Linked DNA regions of Mus musculus: all the other regions are linked to region 2. A link is a contact called in public HiChIP or PLAC-seq data. All regions are on one chromosome and are shown on one strand. The core of a region is the stretch at or near the end of the contact, and the rest is flanking DNA. Distances in the headings are between cores, read along the strand shown. Region 1 overlaps Gm39928 (a long non-coding RNA gene). Region 2 overlaps Acoxl (acyl-Coenzyme A oxidase-like). Region 3 overlaps Gm36154 (a long non-coding RNA gene).

The links. HiChIP or PLAC-seq counts read pairs in DNA pulled down with a chosen protein or histone mark.
Region 1: a contact with region 2 is called in an H3K27ac HiChIP or PLAC-seq map of regulatory T cells, with 6 times the contacts expected there. The contact joins two enhancer-like sites. A contact is called at or near these places in 7 of 39 promoter capture datasets (the HPC-7 cell line, cranial neural crest, liver and 4 more), 2 of 484 Hi-C or Micro-C datasets (bone marrow-derived macrophages and nephron progenitors) and 6 of 115 datasets of contacts at active chromatin or transcription factors (T-cell acute lymphoblastic leukemia, Th17 cells, regulatory T cells and 3 more).
Region 3: a BATF HiChIP or PLAC-seq map of CD8 T cells shows a contact between it and region 2, with 6 read pairs. The contact joins two enhancer-like sites. A contact is called at or near these places in 4 of 39 promoter capture datasets (cranial neural crest, liver, maxillary cranial neural crest and 1 more), 2 of 484 Hi-C or Micro-C datasets (Sertoli cells and bone marrow-derived macrophages) and 3 of 115 datasets of contacts at active chromatin or transcription factors (CD8 T cells, microglia and regulatory T cells).

What each region holds. Positions count from the first base shown.
Region 1 is chr2:128,534,830-128,539,670 of GRCm38.p6, reverse strand. The region is part of intron 1 of Gm39928 (a long non-coding RNA gene); the gene reads left to right. Among named protein-coding and RNA genes, the nearest start is that of Gm39928, 12 kb to the left of the region's middle. Within about 2 kb of position 3,235, at least 24 of the 459 cell types and tissues checked have an H3K27ac peak or open chromatin away from gene starts, as enhancers often do. A contact at or near this core is called in regulatory T cells, where this site is marked.
Region 2 is chr2:128,084,792-128,089,582 of GRCm38.p6, reverse strand. Acoxl (acyl-Coenzyme A oxidase-like) reads right to left here. Exons shown (of 18, transcript NM_028765.3): 16 at 3,154-3,224. Among named protein-coding and RNA genes, the nearest start is that of Bcl2l11, 39 kb to the left of the region's middle. Within about 2 kb of position 2,407, at least 26 of the 459 cell types and tissues checked have an H3K27ac peak or open chromatin away from gene starts, as enhancers often do. A contact at or near this core is called in CD8 T cells and regulatory T cells, where this site is marked.
Region 3 is chr2:128,455,562-128,460,210 of GRCm38.p6, reverse strand. The region is part of intron 1 of Gm36154 (a long non-coding RNA gene); the gene reads left to right. It overlaps Gm29010 (a long non-coding RNA gene), which reads right to left. Exons shown (of 6, transcript XR_374966.3): 4 at 1,473-1,580. Among named protein-coding and RNA genes, the nearest start is that of Gm36154, 8.6 kb to the left of the region's middle. Within about 2 kb of position 2,195, at least 56 of the 459 cell types and tissues checked have an H3K27ac peak or open chromatin away from gene starts, as enhancers often do. A contact at or near this core is called in CD8 T cells and regulatory T cells, where this site is marked.

The DNA of each region.
Region 1 (4,841 bases), core at 1,986-4,485, 450 kb before region 2:
GCCACCCTACAGTGCTGTAAGACAGCAGAAACTTCTAACATCATACCACTAACAACCCTTTCTGCCCCCTCCTAGTTTATCTTCCCATCAGCCTCCTCTGACAGCTTGCTCCTGCTTGTCCCTACTGTGACCTGTGGGTCAGGCTTGGCTTTCACAGCAGGACTTAAGACTCTGCTCTCTTCTTTGGAACACTCGACATGGGGGGTGATGCTAGCTACGAACCACCACCTTTTAAAGTAGCTGTGATCTCTTCAAGCTTTGGGTCATTTAGTCCATATTTTCAACAAGTTTCTTTCATGTGCAAGATCTTCATTTTCAGGGGAATGTAAGTTTTCTTGCATGAAATACTGGACAATCACAAGTAGTCTTAGAATCGACAACACTCACCAATGAGCTTGTTGCTTATGCCTTTGGTGTGAAGTGGCTGCCGTGTTACAAGCGGCATTAGCTTCCTTGGACACTATCTACTGACAGTGACTAGGGCCTCAGGTGGTTTTGATGCGAATGCTGAGGTCTAGAATCTTCCAAAGGTTCACTTGTGTTTGAGGAGGTTGATGCTATCAGCTAGGACTTCAGTGGTAGCCAAAGGCCAGATTACGTAGCCTACACCGAATCTTGGCACTGAATGAGGCATGAGGGCCTTAAGATAGATGACCAGGAAACACCCTTGTGAAGGCAGGGGACTCGGGGACCCTCAGTTTGGAACATGTGCTGCTCTGGACTTCAACCAAAGCTCTGGCATTTTCCTGTGCGATACCTTTCATCACGCTGTTTGAAGCCAACAGCATGGCCTGGGGACTTGAAGGGATTGCTCAGCGGCGGACTGTAAGTTTAGCAGGCAGAGAGTCCTGGATTTAATCCGCAGTGCCAATATTTTCTAGAACATTTTCTAGAAAAGTGCTGCCTAGTGAAGTTCCTGGGATTGAATCTGTGCTCTACTAACAAGGCTAGTACTGGTCTGACTTGCCCGGCTGAGCGTGGGATACAGGGGCATTTTACTGTTTAATGTTCAAGAGCTGTCTCTCACCTTTACCAGCTCACATTCCTAGGAGGTGCACAACTCAGGGGAAGTTATTTTAAATGTCACAGCATACAGGAGAAAACTGCCTGCGTTAAACTCTTTTACATGGTTAGTAGGTTTTTAAAAATTCTTTGACAGTTCCACATACATGTGTAATGAATTTTAACTGCTTTGACTACCATTCCCCTCACAGAACCCTTCCCCACTCTCCTCGCCGGACTAGCTGGAACCCTTCTCGTCATCTACCAGTAGTCCGGCGAGGAGAGGTGGAACCTCATGGGTCACTCTTTCTCCTATCCCTGATGAAATGCTGGCAGGACCAGTCTTGGTCAGGACTGGTAGAGAACCACAGCTACAGAGATTTCTGGGCTGTAATGACTAGGTCATGCCCTGGAGATGTCTTCTGGTGTCACATCTCCCAATCCTTTGGCTTTTATCTTCTTTCTGTCTTCTCTCCTATTCAGTCCTGAGCCTTGAGGAGTGTGATGCATTGTCCCACTGAGGGTCAAGCACTTTGTCCTCATCAGTTCTTGTCACTTTAACCAGTTTGCCTAACTGCTGCCCACTAGATGTCCAGTAGATTTAAATTATGAAATTAATAAGTCTTTTTTTGTGTGTGTGATGGACATAAATATTTAAAGATATCTATAATCAAAGGTCCTTTATTGTGATCTTTTTAGGACTACATGTCTAGTATCTGGTTTATGTTTTCTACTTTTGGCCAGGTAGCTGCAGTGACAGGACTTTTGCTATAGGGTTTATCAATGCATAATTGATCTCTAGTTCCCCTGTTCTAATGTGTAGATGGACAGTCAAAGCAATGTCTTTGCTGGGGAAGCAGGGAGTAGCCCAGGTGCCAGCCCGGTGCTGATGCACTTTCTCTACTCCAGGAACCAGATGACAAGGTCTCGCTTGCTCAAGCTGAGCGTCAAGCACACAGATGGCCTTGGTTGTGTTTGCACTGTTGAACATCCTGTTTTCCAGGAATATTTAATGACAGTGGGAAATGTGATCTAACGTGAAGCCCGCTCCATCAGTACTGCAGACTGTGCCCAGGCACTCTGAGTCAGCATGAACAACCACAGGCAGGAAGGGAGCCAACCAGCCAGGGCTACTACCCCAGGATGGCTGTGGAGGAAGAGCCAACAGGAGATACCAGGCCCAGGGAGGTCAGTTAACCCTTTTCTCTGAGCATCCTGGTTGGAGGGAAGGGGAGAAGCGAAGAGCAAGGAGGTTAGGCTGCTAGAGAGAGGACTGGCAAGTATCACTGGCGAAGTTCAAGAGTGCAGATTAATATTTCCATAAGCCGGTCCCATCAGGTCTACCAACCCTGTTAGAGGCAATTGGATGCTGACTCTTCAGGGTCCCCTAAGGTCATGTCTACAATGTCCTTATTTTTATCCTAGAATACTGTATAAAAGAGAACTTGGATGTTACAACCACAGAGTCAGATGAAATGGATCTGCGTGGCCTCAACAGTTGCTCACAGATTCATCGGTTACTATGGCTAATTGTTTCAGCTCCTGCCTGCCTGTTCCTGCCAAACCTCGGAGGAAAACTGTCATTGTATTGGTTTTAAGAAGTGGGGTAGGGCCTGGAGAGATGGCTCAGATGTTATGAGCACTGACTGCTCTTCCAGAGATCCTGAGTTCAATTCCCAGCAACCACATGGTGGCTCACAACCATCTGTAATGGGATCTGATGCCTTCTTCTGGTGTGTCTGAAGACAGCTACAGTGTACTCATATACATAAATAGACACATGGAAATGGGGTAGAGTCAGATGTTGGGGAACATGTCTGTAAATTCAGCACTTGGAAGACAGAGGTGGCAAGATGGAGAAAGTTCAAACTTCCTCAAAGCCAGCCTAGGTTACAACAGTGAGTTCAAGGCCAGCCTGGGCTACAGAGTCTATCTATGGGTATGGGTTATTGAAGGTTAGGTTCCCTCTGTACCCCACCACCTGTTGGTCATTCTGCCATGTTATGATATAGCAGAGGTATTGACTCTTACCAGATGAGCTCCCTCGGTCTTGGACTTCCCAGCTTCCCAAACCACAAGCTAAGGAACTTGTGTTGTTTATAAGTCATTCAGTTTGTGGCTTTCTACTACAGCAGCTGCAAAAGGACTAAGTCCTTGATAAAGAACCTGCTGAGGGTTGGTCCACCTCTGTGGTCTAATTCGTTCCTATGAAGGGAGTCTATCTGTGCAGATGTCTGTGACCTTTGCGATGGGTGTTTTTTCCCCTCCAGCTGTTAGTTTTGATAGAGATGAACTCAGCTTGTCTTCAGAAGAGGGGGAAATGGAAACTCACAAGTCTGGGTCCCAAAGCAACAGATTTCCACATGCTGTGTGGCTACTGCTGCTCCTCTGTCTTGGGATCCATGAGGAGAGAATAAGGGGCCAGTGAGTGCTTCAGCCTCCTCCAGAGTCCTGCGCTCCTGGGGCTTGGCTACTCTAGCAGGGCTTGTCGTGTGAGCAGAAGGTACTCTGACTCTGTGTCTCCTCTCATGCTTGCTCTAACAGTTGATTTGTTGGGGATTGAACCCAAGGTTGCATGCATGATCACATTCTACCACTGAGCTGCAATTGACCCTTCCCTAGTAGCTTCCGTGTCTTGATGTGTAGCTCAGGCTGGCCTTATGCCCTGGATCTTCCTGCCTCAGCTGGACCCATGTGCTGAGATTTCAAGTATGTGCCACCATACCCAGCTAATCATCAGGTTTCTTTCTTTTCTTGCCTGCACCTCTCTCTCTCCTTCTCCCTCTCCCTCTCCATCCCCCTTCCCCCTCCCCCTTCTCTCCTTTTCTTTTTGAGATAGAGTTCCATTTGGCTCCAACCTAGCCTCAGACTCTTTTTTTGTTAACAAGTCTAGCTTTGGATTCCTAATCCTCTTGCCTCCACTTCTCAAGTGCTGGGATTACAGATATGTGTCACCACACCGGACTCTAGGCAGTAATTGATTAATTAATTAATTATGTTTTTTTTTTTCGAGGCAGGGCTTCTCCGTGTAGCCCTAGCTGTCCCGGAATTCACTCTTTAGACTAGGCAGGCCTCAAATTCAGAGATCTCCCTGCCTCTGCCACCCAAGTGCTGGGATAAAGGCATGCGCCACCACCTCCCAGCCTAGGCATCAATTTTTAGTAGGCAGGTTCTTGTCTAAAAAAATTTTTTGGAAAAATTTTATTTTCATCCTTTAAAAAAGAAAGAAAAAGGAGCTGGTGGCTTTGCTCAGTGGGTAAACCCAGTCAGATGACTTGAGTTTGAACCCTGGGACCCTCAGTGGGAAGAGAGAATTGACCCCCATAGGCCATCTTCATCTTCTGGCCTTCATATGCATGCCGTGACCTGGGTATGAGCACATGCACTCACACACACAGGCGCACACACAAATAAATAAATGACTAAAGAAGAAAAAATGGTAACGCACATAGTATTTCAGAAGGCACCTGTGCTCATTGCTGAATGTCTCCATGTGGGCTCCTTGCTGTAAATCCTCCTCCTCCTCCTCCTGCTCCTACCTGTCCTGCCTCTGCTTCTCCTCCTGCTTATGTGTTCTTCTTCTTCTTCATCCCCCCCCTCCTCCTCCTCCTCCATCATCTGTTCAGACATAATCCCAGGTTCCCATGAAGTTTCAGACATGGTGCAGAGGGTCTACTTACCTTCCCCTCACTTTAGTGGGTTTGTTCCAGCATAATTACAGCACAGTGCCCAGACCAGGAGTCTGGCATGGGTATCTCGTGTGTAAGGCCTAATGACATGCTATCACAGCCGCACAGTTCCCAAACTGCCACTCCAGTCAAGACAGTCCATCCCCACAG
Region 2 (4,791 bases), core at 1,158-3,657:
AAGAATGGGTTACTTATTTTTGGAGTTGTTGTTCCATGAGGTCCCATAGACCTCAAATATTATAGGTCACACTCCAGAAGCTACAGTAAGACCCTATTGCTGAAGATACCAACCACACTTGTGACTATGAGCATGGAAAAATCAAACTGGTCCTAACCTGTATGCTTCATCCCTACTGGCTAGATTTCATCATTCTGAAAGTTTTATATATACTATTAGAGAAGGAAAGTAGTCATCAATGTTATATAGCTGTGACTTTTGTGAGCTACAGCAATGATTAGCTTGCCAAGGCATGCAATAGTGGCAGGAACATCATGTAAGTAACCAACAACTTTCTCATTGGATTTAAGCTCTGCTCCATATATTGAAACTCATACTAGATCTGATAATGGGCCAAGAGCCTATGGCCACACAGGTCACAGGTACTAGGTGAGAAAATCTGCTATTATTTATTTTCTAAGTGGACACAGTATTAAATTGACTCCTAATGACTTATCATTAAACATACAGGTCAATGAATTCTCAACCTTCTATAATCCAAGGGAGGAATGGAAGCCTGGAAGGTGAAGGCCTTGAGAAGCTTCTATTTCACAACAGATGGTGATTAACATAGAGACCCACAATTGTCCAAAGTGCAGAGAATTAGAGACTTAGGAATGCTCAGCTCTGAATGGAATATTTATAATACACTTGCTCCTTTCAAGGCTCAGAGATCATTGTAGCAGAGGTTATATGAAGATGGTAAGGGCCAGAAAGTGGATAACCCAAACAGTGTTTTCTGAGCACAGCAGGATAGCTGCACATATGAACTACAGTTTTGTGACAGCATGCAAAAGACTTGTGCAAATACAGACCAAATCCCAGTGTGGAGAGGGGAGTTAAGGGGAGTTGGGCACACAGTTGGGCTCCCACCCCTAGGGAAGGAGCTATTGGCAATTGACAGCTGCTGGGAAGGGGGATGGATCTTGGAGGAGTTGGGGGAGGGAGACAAATACGATCAAAATACTCAACTACACACACACACATGCATGCATGCATGCACGTACACACAAAAGAATTTTACTACATATAAACTCCAAGTACACCAAAGTGAACATCAAGGGTCAGCTGATTGAGTGTTCAAAATGATCTATTGTTCTCTTACATCCTTTTATACATATCCACAAAAAAATCCTACACATTCCTGTCACACCCACATGGTGGCCTCTCCTAAGTGACATGAAAGAAACCTCAATCTCTTGAAAAAAAAATTACAAAGTAGTCTTCGTAGATATGAGCAAAGCACACATTTTTGTTCAGTGAAACTTCTTTGATGAGGCCTGCTCAAATATCTCGAAGATACTGTAAAAAACACCCACAGACAGCTCTCTCAGTTAGTGTGGTCATACAGTCTGAAGAAACATGAAGGAAAACACAAAATCCTGAGAGGTGCACACATTCCAAAACATCTTGGGAAAGCTTGACCTTCTCCCAAGTCCAAGTGTTTATGTCTAACCAAGTGGACTAAAGGAGCCGTCTCTCCTGGTGCAGCCGTGAGAGGCAACAGGAGGCAGCTTGGGAGGAGGGGTGGCCTTCAGGTAGCTTCTGTTTTTACTCACTTGTCTTAGCTCAGAAGAAATCGAGAGAGGGACTCAGACACATGACCACAAGGGCAACTAGAAGTAGCCGGATGGTGTGGCCTCCTGAGCTTAGTGGTTCTGTTCTCTGAAAACACCTCTGAGATGCCCACATAAGTTTCAGTGAGGCTCACTTACAGGACGGAATGGAACCCAGTAGTCTCTCCCCCTGAACAGGGGTCCAGGTGATCAGGAGAGGAGAGAGAGAAGATGCCGGACAGAATGCAAAGGAAGAGGACGAAGGTTCTGTGTCTTGACCCATGAATGGATAATGGATAAAAGGTGAGTGTCTGTGACCAAGGCTGCTTCAAGGTCACAGGAAACCAACCAGTCCTTGGAAGGACAGGCTGAGGCATGGAGCTCATAGCAGGGAATGAACATCAGTGTGGGAGACCTCAGACTACCAAAACATCTCATGTGCTTAAATCTGTCAGGCCAAGTCAGGGCCTCACACAGCCTGGACTCAGATGAACTGGGCTTCCCAGATAAACTCAACACTTGGAATCAGCAGACCTTCCTTATTATAAAATAAGCATCATTGAAAGTTAAAAAAATAACACAAACAAACAAAAAAAATAGACAGACCAAAAATATCACCCCTTAGGCAAATGAGTTGAAAAATCCCTTAAGAGTAACATCCTATTTTTTTCCCACCCATTTCTCAAGTCAGAAGACACCTGGTAAAGAAACTGTATTTAGGTAAAGAAATGCAACTCCTGGTATACACGGTTTCCTGAAGGCACAGGATGGAAATGACATCATGGAAACACTGGTGTTCAAGGTCAGTATGTACATTTCTAGGTGAAAACAGGAGGCTTAGTCATCAGTGGAAACGTGCGTGTGTCTCTACACTTGCGAGCCGCTTTCTTGCCTTCAGACACAGTTTTTATTAAGATTGCACAGGCTGTTTGCCTGACCTTTATCGGCTCTCCTAAATGCACACCCTAAATATAGGTTATACCGCACTTCTGTCCATGCCATCAGGGAAGAGATAAAATGGTTATTCCTGAGAAGAAAAGGAGTTTGTTTTCGATTCAAGGACAAAGAACCTAAGACATGAGTTGACTGTCTCGACAGTTGACACAAGTGGTCTGATTTGTATGGCATTCCCGCTGGTGACGATAGGGAGGATGGGGCCAACCAGGAAGGTGTGGGATTCTTTGTCTTAATTAAAAAGTATAAATCGGAGACATGGAATTTGGCCAAGTCTCATAAATCTGCTGAAAGAATCGAGACTGTCAGAGAAGTTTAAATAAAACCAACCAGGTCCACTGAGAATCACGTAGGCTCCCTGCTAGTTGTCGACACCCACTTCCCTGTCACTTCTGTGTTCCACAGACTGTGGTTGTGCTCATTAACCAGCCACCCTCCCGCCAGCCACTGACAAGTGTATCCCCGTGGAGCACAAAATTCAGAGATGATAAATTTACTCCCGCTTGTAAAAAAAAAAAAAAAAAACAAAAACCGGTGCTCTCCTCCGGGCAATCAAAAAACGCTAGGAGGCTTTAAGGAAATAAGAATTTAGCTGATAACCTACCTTCATTAGCAAAGCCTGGTCCTCCCTGTTGGGACATTGCCTCACTGCCGTCGTGAACTGCTCTAGTGCAACTGGAAGGGAAGAGACAGAAAGGTGAGTGGCCTCCCTGGGGACTGCCAGCACTGCCATGTGGGGGACAACCTCATGGTTATGGCAAAAACACATGGCATGCTGGGTGTGGCTGCTTGGGGGCATGTAGAGTTCCTTGCCTGCTCACTACATGGGCTGAAATCCGTGTCAGTGACTTCCCCACAGTGGGCTAGGCAGATCACAAGGCCAGCCCGCATCCGTGGGAACCACCAGAAAGTCCTAGGTTCAGCCACTGCATGAGCCATCCTGAGAAAACACTCAATCTCCATTCCAGTGACTCCGTAAAGAGAATCCCAACAGCCTTGGTACCTTTGGTATCTACCTTTAACTACCCTCTTCCACAGTGATTTCCACTGCATTAATTCACTATGTGGTTGAAGCATAATATGTCCCCAGATGTTGACCCAAGCAAGCCCCAGACTTCCCCAGATGTAGTTAGTCATTTTTCCTCAACTTTCTCCAACAGAATGGCTAAGGAAAACACAAGATGGCTCATAGAACAGATTTTAATGGATATTTAAATTAGCCTTACTGGTTCTGGGCATGCTACAGTTTCTATAAAGTACCTTCCTCTTTTCTGTATCTAAGGCCAGTCTCTCATCAAAGGCCTGCTATGTGAGCACTGGTTTTTATCTAAGTAAGCACATAGACTTTTCTTTTTCCCCTACTTGTGGTTTTGACTGTGTTATTTCACTTTTGAAGGTGTTTGCGTAAGATAATTCCCTGCCATCCCTGAACTTCAGTCCTCTTCCTTTGACAGGGATAGATGGACCCTTTACTGTCTAATCTCTCTGGATTGCCCTCTTGCTGCTGGACTCAGTGCTGGGTTCATACACCTGTCCTTCACCACTGCTCTGCTGACAGTTACCACAGCGGAGCCTTGCATACAAACACTGCAGGCTGCCTCAACCAACCGGGCACAGCGATGCACTACCCTAGGCTCCATCCCAACCTGAACAAAGCCTGCATGAGTGGAGAGATTTAAATCTGAAAGATTTCCTGGAGACCTCTGTTTGGATGCTTTGTCCCCAGGTGCTATTTTGGAAGATTCTAGAAATGTTTGGATTTGTGTTTAGCTAGTGGAGACAGACCATTAGGGGTGGTTTTGAAGGTAATTCCTGGTCCTGCCTCCCCGAACCCCCTACTCTGTGATTCCTGGTCTGTTGTGGTGAGAACATCTTCTGCCACACATTCTTGCCCCCATGGACAGAGCTGGCCTGCCATTTCTGTCCTACCATAATGGACTGCAACCCTTTGATACAGTAATTCAGGTGGAATAGCTTTTTGCTGTAAAGACTAGCCCACTGTATAGCTGTTGGTCTGAGAAAATGGTGGGAGACTTGAAACTCCAGAACATCTGGCTATCTTAGTCCCGTGGCAGGAGGCAATGCCCTTGGTTTTGCTCCTTATCATGACTCGCGTGCTTCTTACAAGAAGAGAGAGAAGGGAAAACTGAGGTCACCTGCTCACAGCTGCCACTGGCCATGTGCTATGGGAACTTTAGTAACCTCTGAGACCTAGGACAGAAGCTATCTCCTTAAAACAGCA
Region 3 (4,649 bases), core at 946-3,445, 370 kb before region 2:
CATTCAGAGCATCTACTACTAGGTTCAGGTCCATTCGATCTAACCCTGAAGATGGAGGGCTGGGGCAAGCGGCAAGAGGATGCAGGTGCACCTGGGACTTCTGTGTCCCCCAGAAGTATCATGGAATTTGTTTTTTTCTCATTGAAGAGTATGAAAGTATTTTATAGATTGGTCAGTAGTCAAGTTTTGTAATTGTACTTCTAGGTGGTATTGACAAAAGCCACAAACTGGCTGTCCTATATGGTAATGTGACTCTAGATCCACTGAAGCCTCCTCAGCCAGTACACAGGGAAGAGCTGTCTGGGTGGAGATGACATTGTAGTGTCTCTGGGGTGCAACTGTCGAGTGCCAGGACTTGACTGTGTGGTCCTCACTCAGAACCCTTGAGTAGAATGACAGAAAAAAAAAGAGGATAGAAAGCAAAAGAGGAGGGGAGGGGAGGGGAGGGAAGAGAAGAGAGAAAGCGAATGTTTAATGCTGCGGTTTCTTTTTTACAAGACAAAACTCACATAATTTAGATATATGCAAACAAATCTTAAGCGTTTAAAAAAAAGTTTCAAATTAGGTCATGGTTCCCAGGAAAGACATTCTTGTCTTGTAATATTTAATTTTAACTTTTTATCAAAGACCATCTCAAAACATAATCAGATAGAATATTATAATCCCTGGGTCATGAGATCCACTTACGGTAACTGTGTCTCATCTGTAACCCTCCCCTTGCTGCTCTGTGGATGAGCTTAAAAAGCAAGTCCTACGTGCTGCATGACTTTGTCTGTAAAAATTTAGTGTACGCCTCTAAAATATAAGAACTCTTATTTAACTACAGTTCTCTCTCTCTCTCTCTCTCTCTCTCTCTCTCTCTCTCTCTCTGTCTTTCTCTCTGTCTCTCTCTGTCTCTCTGTCTCTGTCTGTCTCTCTGTGTCTCTCTGTCTCTATCTCTCTCCATCTGTGCACCCCCCTTGAGGCATAGTTTTTCTGTGTACCCTAGGCTAGCCCTGACCTTATGATCTTCTTGCCTCTGCCTCTGGAGTGCTAGAGATCTTAGTTCATGGAAAATTAAATTCAGTTAATGAGGTCTAAGCTTTTCCTTTATCCATAACCTTCTTGTTACTTTAGGCCTTAAATTACTCAATGTTGCTTAAAGCCTGACTTTTAGTCCTACCGTGGTCCTTCCAGAAGCCTCTCTGAGAACAGTTATGGGTGCTAGATCCCACGTCCAGAAGCCCACTCCTATAATACCAGTGCTGTGGGGCCTAAGGCAGAAGAATGCTGAGTTCAAGACCATGCACCAAAGAGTCAGGGCTCATCTAAAACAATGAATAATTAAATAAAAGGAAGTTAGAGGTATGACCTGAGATTGAGCCACCTAGACCTGCAGTCTGGAAGGAGCTGAGTCCCCAGATCTGCAACAACTGACCATGATGCTGTAAAGGCACCAGCACTCTTTCTAGGTTTCCATCCTTGTGGCTTACATGTGAGTTGTCTTTATTCATAGCTGTAGATGTGAACAACAACAAGGTTGACAGGACTGGAAACACAGCAGCAAGCAGAGGGACAAGGCATCTGTCAACAAGATCTATCTGGAAGAGAAAAAAGAAGGGCCATGGGTCCATGAGCCAGGTCTGACATCCAGAGAGGACAGCCGTGGCTTCCCAGACAGCACTCAGCTGTCTGTAGCAATGGCTGGAGGCCATTGATAGGAAGCTCAAGTAGTTTATAAATAAAGCAGTTTCTAAGTTGTAAATTGGCTAAATCCCTGCTAGCTGTGAGCAAGCTTAGGGGCTAGCTTGTGCTTGGTTTTGTTTTTGTTTTGTTTCAACATGGGGAATTGGATGCAGGGTGCTGCTACCCTATTCTCCAAGAGTCATGGAGAATGTGGTGTATGTAAGCTGTCTTCATGTGAGTCCTGATAGGGTTTTGGGAGGTGTGGAAGTAATATCCTGGACATCTGGCTGGCTTCTAGCTTACTGGATCTGGTGTTTTTAAGACTCTTTTTCCTTGAGGGTTAAGGTCAAGTGAGGTGAGCCTTTTCATGAGACTGGAAGACACCCTTACAGGAAGGAGGTGTTCTGGCAGCCTAATCCCATAGGTTGCATTACAATCAGTGAGTGTTTTGCTCAAGTGCCCGGCATCTTAGAGAAGTCATTTTCTTTCTGAGGGAGTGCTATCAGTTTCATGACTACACGCTCTGCATTTCATTAGCATTCTTCTAGCAAAACACGACTCTGAGTCATTTCTGAAATATCTGTTCTCGCCTGAGAGCTGTTTCTCAGTTTTTACAAAAAAGGTCTTTTCTACTTACCGGCAGAAAAGTTTAATACCACACAACACAACCTAAAATGGGTATACTGAGAGAGAGAGAGAGAGACAGAGAGAGGCAGAGAGACAGACAGACAGAGAGAACACCTATAGGCTGTGACTATGAAGCGATTCCTTCTCTGGCCTTCAGATTAAGGCCATGGGTGCCAGATGATGGAGCTAAGATTGGGTGTGACTCATGGGGGTAGAGTTTCATAATAGTGACATTGGACATGGTTGCTTTCTCAGATTTTAAGCCTTATCAAGGTTAAGAGGACACCAGTGAACAGGAGGGAGAAACTGGAATGAATGTCTAAGGAGCTGGTTAGTTCTGGCTCACTGCAGTCAAACATCAGTTATATTCAGCTCAGAGAGGCTGTGGCCCAGCCTGTCCCCTGTCCCTTGGGGACACTTCCTCTAGGAACCACATACACTGTTTCCCATTGTCCTAGATATTAATGTGTCTTCGTCAGCCATGGGCATCCATGTCTCTCTGTCTAGGTTTTGCTTCCCACCTGGAGGTCAACCATAATGGAGGACCACTGATATTGTCTGCTATACCCACCAGCCCCATCCACAGCTCTTGTGAAGGTCAGTCTTCATTCCCAGTGAGGAATGTCCATCTGCTCTGCAGAGCATGTGCCTTTGAGTCAGAGGCTTTTGTCCACCATTTCAGGTAGGGCTTTAACAAACTCAGCAGACTTCATATTCACAAAAGGTCTGTAAGAGCTTCTAGAATCCTCTGGTTCCCAGAGCTCAGCAGAGTGGAGTGAAAAGGAGTTGCTTTGCTTGGCTCTTCCACTGATGGGCGGGCCAGCTTTCCTAGGTAACAATCAGAGGCAGGACCTAAAGGATGGTTTTCATGATCACCTCTCATTCTCTTTAGTCAACCTGTAGATGTGACTGATTAGAAGTGTCCTAGGTTGGCCCTCCTAACCTTATATCACCACACACTCTGCGGGGTTCAGAGGAGACACTGAGGTTAGAGGAGCCCAGCAATAATAAACTTCTTGTTGTCATTCTGCGGAACAAAGAATGATCTAGAAATCAGGCACTGCATTAGAGAACACACAGGGCTCCAGAAAACCTCACCTCAAGAGGCAGACGCTAGCCCCTCTACTCTCCTTGAAGCAATTGCAGCCACGGGCCTCTCACCTGTGGAACAACACCTCTGTTAGCATGGCTCCCTGCCACTCACACTCATATCTTCAAGAGAAGGACCTAGAATTTCTTTGGCCCTTCTTAGTACTCTTCAATCAAGCTTGGATGCTTTAGTAAGCACCAACATGAGGCCACACCCTTCACCAGTATTACAGCAGGACAAACCCCACTCTAGGAGGACTGTCTGGAGTCACCTAAAGTCCAGAAGGCCTTTGGAGGCCAACTAGATGACGGGTTAGAGACTTCCAGCCCTGCTCATGCATCCACAGGCTCTGAAATGAATTCCACCATCGACACATTTCAACATTTTTTTTCTTTTGACATTTTTTTCTTTAACATTTACTATGGTGACAGTGTATGTATAGCGCTGTTGGGCAGCATGATTTGACAAAAGACACCTTCCCTCCACCTGCAGAATATGTGATCCAGCAGGAGACACAGCGTGATCCTCTCTCTCTCTCTCTCTCTCTCTCTCTCTCTCTCTCTGTGTGTGTGTGTGTGTGTGTGTGTGTGTGTGAGAGAGAGAGAGAGAGAGAGAGAGAGAGATATTTCTGTGTGTGGATGTGTGTGTGTACATGTGTGTGTGTGGGGGGTCATTGCATGGCATCAGTGGCCAAGAGTCAATGTTGGGTGTCTTCTTCTATTGCTTTCCACAGTGTTGTATTAGAGCTAGAGTCTCTCACTGAACATGGAGCTTGAACAAGCCAGCAAAACTACCTCGCCAGCAAGCCACAGAGATGCTTTCTTCATTTCCCAGGACTGGGGTTACAGGAGCACACCACCCTTTTTATAAAGGTGCTAGGGATCCAAAATCAGGCCCTTGTGCTTACCTTAGCTGTCAGTTTACTAACTGAGCTGTCTTCCCAGCCGCCCCTCTTCTACCTTTTGCTGATACCACCTAAGAGCATAGACTTTAGAAAATAAGTCTCCGTGAACAGGCTTAACCATCGTGGTTATTTAGTTGTGTTAGCACACACACACACACACACACACACACACACACACACACACACACATTCACTAGCCACTTGAGCAGGATAGCAGACAACAAGCATTTCAGCAAACTGTTGGATGAGCTTAAGTAGGCAGCAGTTCTCAGCCCAGATGACCTGTCTGTGAAGACTGCAAATCCATGAACTGCAAATCCATGATTGTTCGCTGAACAATAAAATCCTTAGGAACATAATTTG